Regions from separate parts of the Pan troglodytes genome. Here region 1 is linked to region 2. A link is a contact called in public Hi-C data. All regions are on one chromosome and are shown on one strand. The core of a region is the stretch at or near the end of the contact, and the rest is flanking DNA. Distances in the headings are between cores, read along the strand shown.

The links. Hi-C and Micro-C count contacts between places; a contact is called where the count stands out from the background.
Region 1: a contact with region 2 is called in a Hi-C map of induced pluripotent stem cells, with 2.5 times the contacts expected there. The contact joins two enhancer-like sites. A contact is called at or near these places in 3 of 7 Hi-C or Micro-C datasets (induced pluripotent stem cells and stem cell-derived neural progenitor cells).

Annotation. Positions count from the first base shown.
Region 1 is chr22:35,221,464-35,225,432 of NHGRI_mPanTro3-v2.0_pri, reverse strand. No RefSeq gene overlaps it. Among named protein-coding and RNA genes, the nearest start is that of KCNE1, 50 kb to the right of the region's middle. Within about 2 kb of position 1,347, at least 4 of the 24 cell types and tissues checked have an H3K27ac peak or open chromatin away from gene starts, as enhancers often do. A contact at or near this core is called in induced pluripotent stem cells, where this site is marked.
Region 2 is chr22:35,149,548-35,153,357 of NHGRI_mPanTro3-v2.0_pri, reverse strand. No RefSeq gene overlaps it. Among named protein-coding and RNA genes, the nearest start is that of SMIM34, 17 kb to the right of the region's middle. Within about 2 kb of position 1,582, at least 1 of the 24 cell types and tissues checked has an H3K27ac peak or open chromatin away from gene starts, as enhancers often do. A contact at or near this core is called in induced pluripotent stem cells, where this site is marked.

The DNA.
Region 1 (3,969 bases), core at 98-2,597, 72 kb before region 2:
CTCGACCGTGCTAGGATGACTGCAGCAGAGTCCCCGAGTCCTTTGATGCAAGGGTCTAGGTGAGTTCGAAGGAGAGCCATACAAGGCCAGGCAGACAGGCCCATGGTGATGGCTGTCCACCCTGGTCAGGGGAATTCTAGGTTCAGGCCATGTGGCAAGGTCACTTTGAGGGACATGCTTTGCTCTAAGCTCAGCTTAAGTGTGTCTGAACCCCCCTCACTTCTTCCAACTGCAGAAGCACATGGAGAAGGGGGAGAAAGGGTTGCCCACCTCCTAAAATGAGGGCAGCGTGGTGAAGAGCCCCATCATGCCCCACCAAGGTCCTGTGTGCAGGGCAGGGCAGTGCCTATCCAGAAGGCCAGACCTCTAACTGCTGCTCTGTAGGACGTCGGGTCCTCACATGCAGGCTCCTATAAGCTGTCTTGGCTGTCTTGGCAAGAGGGCCCTGGTATAGCACTGTGTTCATCACAGAAAACCATGCCCTACATAATTTGTAACAGACAGAAATGCATTTGGCTCATGGTTCTGGAGACTGGGAAGACCAGGATGGAGGGGCCACATCTGGCAAGGGCCTTCTTGCCACGACATGGTGGAAGGTATCACAAGGGTGAGGAAGGAGGGGTGGGCAGGGCGGGAAGAGAGAGAGAGAGAGAGAACAAGAGAGAGAGAATCCATTCATAAGGGTGGAGCCCTCATGACTAAACACCTCCCATTAGGTCCCACCTCCCAACACTGTTGCTTTGGGGATTAAGTTTCCAACTGGCTTTTTTCAAACCTTAGCAACCACCAAACAGACAAGCCCTTCGGCCTGTCCTGGAGGGCGTTGAATGGCATGGCCTGGAGCTCAACCAGGAGAACCGTGCTCAGGAGGAAGAGACCAGAAGGATAACTCAAAAAGTTCTGAGAAGTTCCTAAGACCACCTGAAGAGAAGGAGCCTGCTGCCAATGGTGTGGACACCGCAGTGTGCTTGAGGAGCCTTCAGAAACGAGAACTGGTAGGAGAAGGGGGTTGCACAGACCCTTTCCTCAGTTAGGCACCCTCTGCTCCCACCCTCATGCCCACCCTGACATCAGGCTAAGGGAGAGGCGCTCATCCATTGACAGGTGCCAGGCTGTCCTGGGCCTGGCAAACCCTGGCCTTGTACACCCACTCTCCACACGTCTGCCCCCACCCTCCCAGGGGCAGGGCCGGGCTCCCCTGCAGAGACACAGGGCAAAGAGGGAGAGAGAAGACCTCAGGCCAGGGCATGGCCTAGTGCCTCCCAGCGCCAGGTCCTGACAGCCTGAGAGAGCTGGAATCAAGGAAGGCGATCCTGGGCCCCAGACAGACGTCAGTGAGCTTCAGCCTCTGGCGGCTGCACACCAGCCAGGGCAGCAGCGCCCCCTCCTGCCTGTGTTGAGCTGTGTGGGCTGCAAGAGGACTAAGGAGAGTTTAAAGGAGGCAGGCAGTGGGGGAGGAAGTGTCCCAGGTAGAGGCTGAAGCTTTAAGGAGGATGGGAGGGGAGGCTTCACCCGGAAGGAGCTTTTGGAGCAAGGGCCTGAAGGAAATTGGGGAGAGAGCTTGAGTATCTTTGGTAACTGGGAAGAGAGCATTCCAAGCAAAGGGAAAAGAAGAGAGGCTGTCAGACAAGTGTGCACCCACCATGTCTGGGCACATCGAGAAGGACCCTGTGGCTGGAGGGGAGGAAGGAGGGGAGAATGGAAAGTGAGACCAGAGGTGACCTGACCAGGGCCTTCGGAGCCCCGGTGAGGGGCTCAGCGGGTGGGTGTCATGGGTGTGAAGAGGTAGGTCCCTCATCACCAGTCAGCAAAGCGTTCCCTGGGCTCAGCTGAAGTCCTGCTGGAGTGTGTGCCCCCTGGGCTGGAGGGGACGGGATTGGTGGGAATAAAGTTGTGAGTTTGGAGTTGTGGTGAGCAGAGCACGAAGTGAGCCCCCAGCACTTCCACTTCCGCATGAGGGGTGAACTGGCCCTGCACTCTCTCCCCTTGAGTGTGGGCAGGACAACCCTCTCTGCCTACAACGGCTCAGCACTCGTACTACTGTGGGACAGTGCTTCTGTGATTACATTCCTTTATAGGAAAAATTGATTTTGCAGATGTAGGTAAGACCTGGGCTCGTTTGACTTTGAGTTTATCAAGAAGGATGATTGACAGACACAGTGGCTACTTGAGAGTGGAGGGTGGGAGGAGAAAGAGGATCAGAAAAAAATAACTACTGGGTACTAGGTTTAGTACCTGGGTGACGAAATAATCTGTACAACAAACCCCCATGACACAAGTTTACCCCAATAATGAACCTGCACATGTACTCCTGAACCTAAAATAAAAGTTGAAAAAGGGGCCAGGCGTGGTGGCTCACGCCTGTAATCCCAGCACTTTGGGAGAGGCCGAGGCGGGCGGATGATGAGGTCAGGAGATCGAGACCATCCTGGCTAATGTGGTGAAACCCTGTCTCTACTAAAATTACAAAAAATTAGCCAGGCATGGTGGCGGGCACCTGTAGTCCCAGCTACTGGGGAGGCTGAGGCAGGAGAATGGCATGAACCTGGGAGGCGGAGCTTGCAGTGAGCTGAGACTGGGCCACTACACTCCAGCCTGGGTGACAGAGCGAGACTCTGTCTCAAAAACAACAACAAAAAAAGTTAAAAAAAAAAAAGAAGGAAGATTATCCTGATGGGCCTGACTGAATCAGGTGAACCCTGAGAGGACACTGGAGGGAGCAGTGGTGTCCCCTGCTGGCCTGGAGCTGCCACAAGGTGAGACTGGGGGGCCATGTGGCCAGGACTTGAGGGCAGCCTCCAGGAGCTGAGGATGGCCCCCGGCCAACAGCCAGCAAGGAAGAGGACACCTCCGTCCTCCAACCACAAGGAAATGGATTCTACCAACACTACATGTGCTCTGGTGAGTTCTGCATTAGTTCAGATGAGACCACAGCTCTGGCTGTCACCTTGATTTCAACCTGGTGAGACCCTGAGCAGAGACCCCAGCCAACCCGTACCTGCAGTTCTGACCCATGGAAACCGAGATGATGAATTTGGGTTGTTTTGACCCACAGAAACCAAGGTGATGAATTTGTGGTGTTTTTAAACCTCCACAAAGTAGTGTGAGAAAATACGCAGTAGTTGTTTTATACCACTACATTTTTAGGTGGTTTGTTATCACACTGGATAATTAAAACACCAATTTAAATCTTTTCTCAGCTGATTTTGTACCATTAGTGAAGCATAAACACTCCAAACTATACTACTGTAGTAAAGAAAACCACCTGCTTCTATGTGTGAGAACACTTGGGTGAACATATCAATGAAAAGGGTGAAGAAGGAACTCTAGCTGTATTGCATTTTGCATCATTTATATTCACTTCTATGACTATTTTTTTGTAATACTGTCCAATGACTGTGTCGTCTCTTTTTGCATGCTTTCTATTAAAAAAAAATAGTAAAAATTAAAAAACCCCAGGCTGGGCGCGGTGGCTCATGCCTGTAATTCCAGCACTTTGGGAGGCTGAGGAGGGTGGATCACCTGAGGCCAGGAGTTCAAGACCAGCCTGGCCAATGTGGCAAAACCCCGTCTGTACTAAAAATACAAAAATTAGCTGGGTGTGATGGCGTGCGCCTGTAATCCCAGCTACTCCGGAAGCTGAGACAGGAGAATTGCTTGAATCCAGGAGGTGGAGTTTGCAGTGAGCTGAGATGGCGCCATTGCACTCCAGCCTGGGTGACAGAGCAAGACTCAGTCTAAATAAATAAATTAATTAAATAAAATATAAAACCCAGCCAGTGCAGTGGCTCACGCCTGTAATCCCAGCACTTTGGAAAGCCGAGGCAGGCAGATTGCTTGAGCCCAGGAGTTGGAGACCAGCCTAGGCAACATGGTGAAACCCTGCCTCTACAGAAAAAAAAAAAAAAAAAAAAAGCTAGGAGTGGTGGCATGCACCTATAGTCCCAGCTAATCTGGAGGCTGAGGTGG
Region 2 (3,810 bases), core at 333-2,832:
GCAATGAATGCGGATAAAAAATGCCACATCCTTACCAGCATTTGGTGTTGTCAGTGTTCTGGGTTTTGGCCATTCCAATAGGTGTGTAGCCCACTGTATTCATCAGGGTTCTCTAGAGGGACAGAACTAATGGAATGAATATATGTATATGTATATATATATATGTATATGTATATATATGTATATGTATATATATGTGTATATATGTATATGTATATATGTATATATGTATATGTATATGTGTATATATGTATATGTATATATTTGTGTATATATGTATATGTATATATGTATATATGTATATGTATATGTGTATATATGTATATATGTATATGTGTATATATGTGTATATATGTATATGTGTATATATGTATGTGTATATATGTATATATGTATATATATATTCCAGTATATGTGTGTATACACACACACACACACACATATACACACACACACACATAATATAAACAGGAGTCTATTAAGTATTAACTCACACAATCATAAGGTCCCACAATAGGCTGTCTGCAAGCTGAGAAGCCAGAAGAGCCAGTCTGATTCCAAAACTGAAGAACTTGGAGTCCGATGTTCCAGGGCGGGAAGCATCCAGCACAGGAGAAAGATAGAGGCTAGAAGGCTAGGCTTGTCTCTCCTTTTCACATTTTTCTGCCTGCTTGTATTCTAGCCGAGCTGGCAGCTGATTCGTTGGTGGCCACCCAGATGAAGGGTGGATCTGCCTTTCCCAGCCCACTGACTCAAATGTTGATCTCCTTTGGCAACACCCTCACAGACACACCCAGGATCAATACTTTGTATCCAATCAAGCTGGCACTCAGTATTAACCACCACACCCACCACCTGTTTTTGTAAATAAAGTGTTATTGGAACACGGACACACTCTTGGTTTCTATATTAATACTATTCATGGGTGCATTCATGCTGCAAAGGCCGAGTTGGGTCCTTGTGATAGAGAACGTATGGACCACACATCCAAAAATATTTACTACCTGTCTCTCTGCAGAAAAGAGTGTGCTGACCTCTGTTCTAGAATCATCCCGAAGTTTTCGACTATGTGGCTAAATGTGGTCCCTTTGGCCCCCTATGGCCTTACGGATGCACTTTCTGGGGCACCCAAGCACAGGAGCCACGGGTTCCCACGCACCGTGGGAACTCCCTCAGTCAGACTGAGGCAGGCCCTGGCTCAACAGATGCCACGGTTCTTTGGGAGAATTTTGTCTAAATGTAAAATACCAGAATTTGTTTGTTTGTTTGTTTGTTTGTTTTTTAAAAAAGCTAACAAGTAACTATCACTAAGCCCAGAATTAAGCACTTACTTGTTTGACTGCTTTCATATACAATTGCTTACGTATGTGCATGTGTCAGATCCACAGATCTGACTGTTGTTATGCTTTCTAGCATACATAGCTCCCATTCCGTACATAGCTCCCGGCTGCCTCATTGGCGCCCTCTATTGAAAACCCTTGGCCTAGACACCCGGGGAATCCGTCTGTGGGGGCTCCTTGGCGGTGGCCCCATTGTTATGGAAGCTTCTCGCCACAGGGGGGCAGAGCATCCATGGGTACTACGTAGCCCTGCGGTGCAAGAATCCCGCAGGTCCCAAAGTGACTTCGGAGCATGCTTCCAGAGCCTACAGGTCTACACCAGCAATGCCGGGGGTGCTGAAACAGAGGGAGACTGAATCACTGAATTTCACAGGGCTTTTTGGGTTAAAGTCAGGACAATTTGAACATGCAGTTTACTTCGCTGTCTGATTGTGAGCCAGCATGTTTCTTTTTTTCTTTTATTTTTTCTTCTAAAAAACTTTTCTTTTTTAAATTATGATGATTATTTTACAAACCTTGTGTTGAGAGCTGACTTTCAATAGATCGCAGAGAGGGAGAGCTTGTTTCTCTTATACAGGGGAACATTCCTGCAAGAAGATGCAAATCAGGCACATCAGGCACACAGATGGAAGTTAAAACCAATTTAATAAAATGTTTGAAGCGAGAATTGCAAACATACTCTCACAGAAACAGCTGATTCCCTGAAAGAGTTAATATGTTTGTTGTAAACTCTTGACACTTAAAAAAATAATTTACCTTTTCAATAGATAATAGACACATAGTAAAAATAAACAAATAAACCATTTTTTAAAATACTGCCTAGAGGTAATAAAGGGATTCTTATGTCTCCTTTCAGAAATATTTTATGCACATACAAGAATATCCAGCTTTTATATACAAATGATGGCACACGGCACACACCAATGGGCACCATACTTATTTTCCCCCTATTTAGCAACATATGGAAGATTGTTCTTTTGTTTTTTGAGACAAGGTCACGCTATGTTGCCCAGGCTGGAGTGCAGTGCAGTGGTGTGATACGGCTCACTGTGGCCTCAAACTCCTGGCTCAAGGCCTCCTCCCCTCTCAGCCTCTCAAGTAGCTGGGACTACAGGTGTGCACCACCATGCCTGTCTTTCCTTTTCTTTCCTTTCCTTTTCTTCCTTCCTTCCTTTCCCTCCCTCCCTCCCTCCCTCCCTCCCTCCCTCCCTCTCTTTCTTTCTTTCTTTCTTTCTTTCTTTCTTTCTTTCTTTTTCTCTTTTTTTTTTTTGAGTCTCACTCTGCTGCCCGGGCTGGAGTGCAATGGTGCAATCCCGGCTCACTGCAACCTCTGCCTCATGGGTTCAAGTGATTCTTCTGCCTCAGCCTCCTTAGTAGCTGGGACTACAGGCCCCTCGCCGTCACCACACCCTGCTAATTTTTGTATTTTTAGTAGAGACAGGATTTCACCATGTTGGCCAGGCTGGTGTCGAACTCCTGACCTCAGGATCCACCCACCTCAGTCTCCCAAAGTGCTGGGATTACAGGTGTGAGCCACCACGCCCGGCCACTTCCTATTTCTTTCAATGCTTGCACAGGAGCCCATTGCATGGATCTTCATACTCTCTTTAATCAGTTCTCTCTCAATGAGCATTTATGTAGTTTCCAATCTTTTGCTGTTACAAACAATGGAGACAATGGGTCAATGACTATGCCCTGTAAACAGGCTCATACCTAAGTCCCCCAAATTCTTAGTAGATGAATGACTGAACAGAAGGTATATACGGTATACATCTTAATAATGCCAATTATCCTTAAGCATGCCAATAATAATAACTGACCTCTATGAGCTTCACCGTGTCAGACACCATTCTGACACTGCCTTAGATACATGAACTAAACTGTGGAGGAGGCTCTGCGAGTAGCCCCATTTTACAGTTGATCTTTACTCATCTACTGGTAGTTGAATGAAATCTCTTGATAATTTTAATTTGCATGTATATGATTATGAGTGAGGATGAGCATATTTCTATCTGTTTAAGACATTTGTGGCAGGGCGCGGTGGTTCACACCTGTAATCCCAGCACTTTGGGAGGCAGAGGTGGGTGGATCACCTGAGGTCAGGAGTTCGAGAGCAGCCTGGCCAATGTGGTGAAACCCCCGTCTCTACTAAAAACAAAAATTAGCTGGGCATGGTGGCGGGTGCCTGTATTCCCAGCTACTCAGGAGGCTGAGGCAGGAGAATCGCTTGAACTCAGGAGGTGGAGGTTGCAGTGAGCCAAGATCGTACCACTGCCCTCCAGCCTGGGTGATAAAAGTGAGACTCCGTCTCAAAAAAAAAAAAAAAAAAAAAAAAAAAGACATTTGTATATCATTTTCTGTGACTAGTTAGTTGTTCATGTCCTTTATCTTTCTGCTGAGTTGCTGGTCTGTATTTTTTTCTTTCTTTTTTTTTTTTTTTTTTTTTTTGAGATTGAGTCTTGCTCTGTCA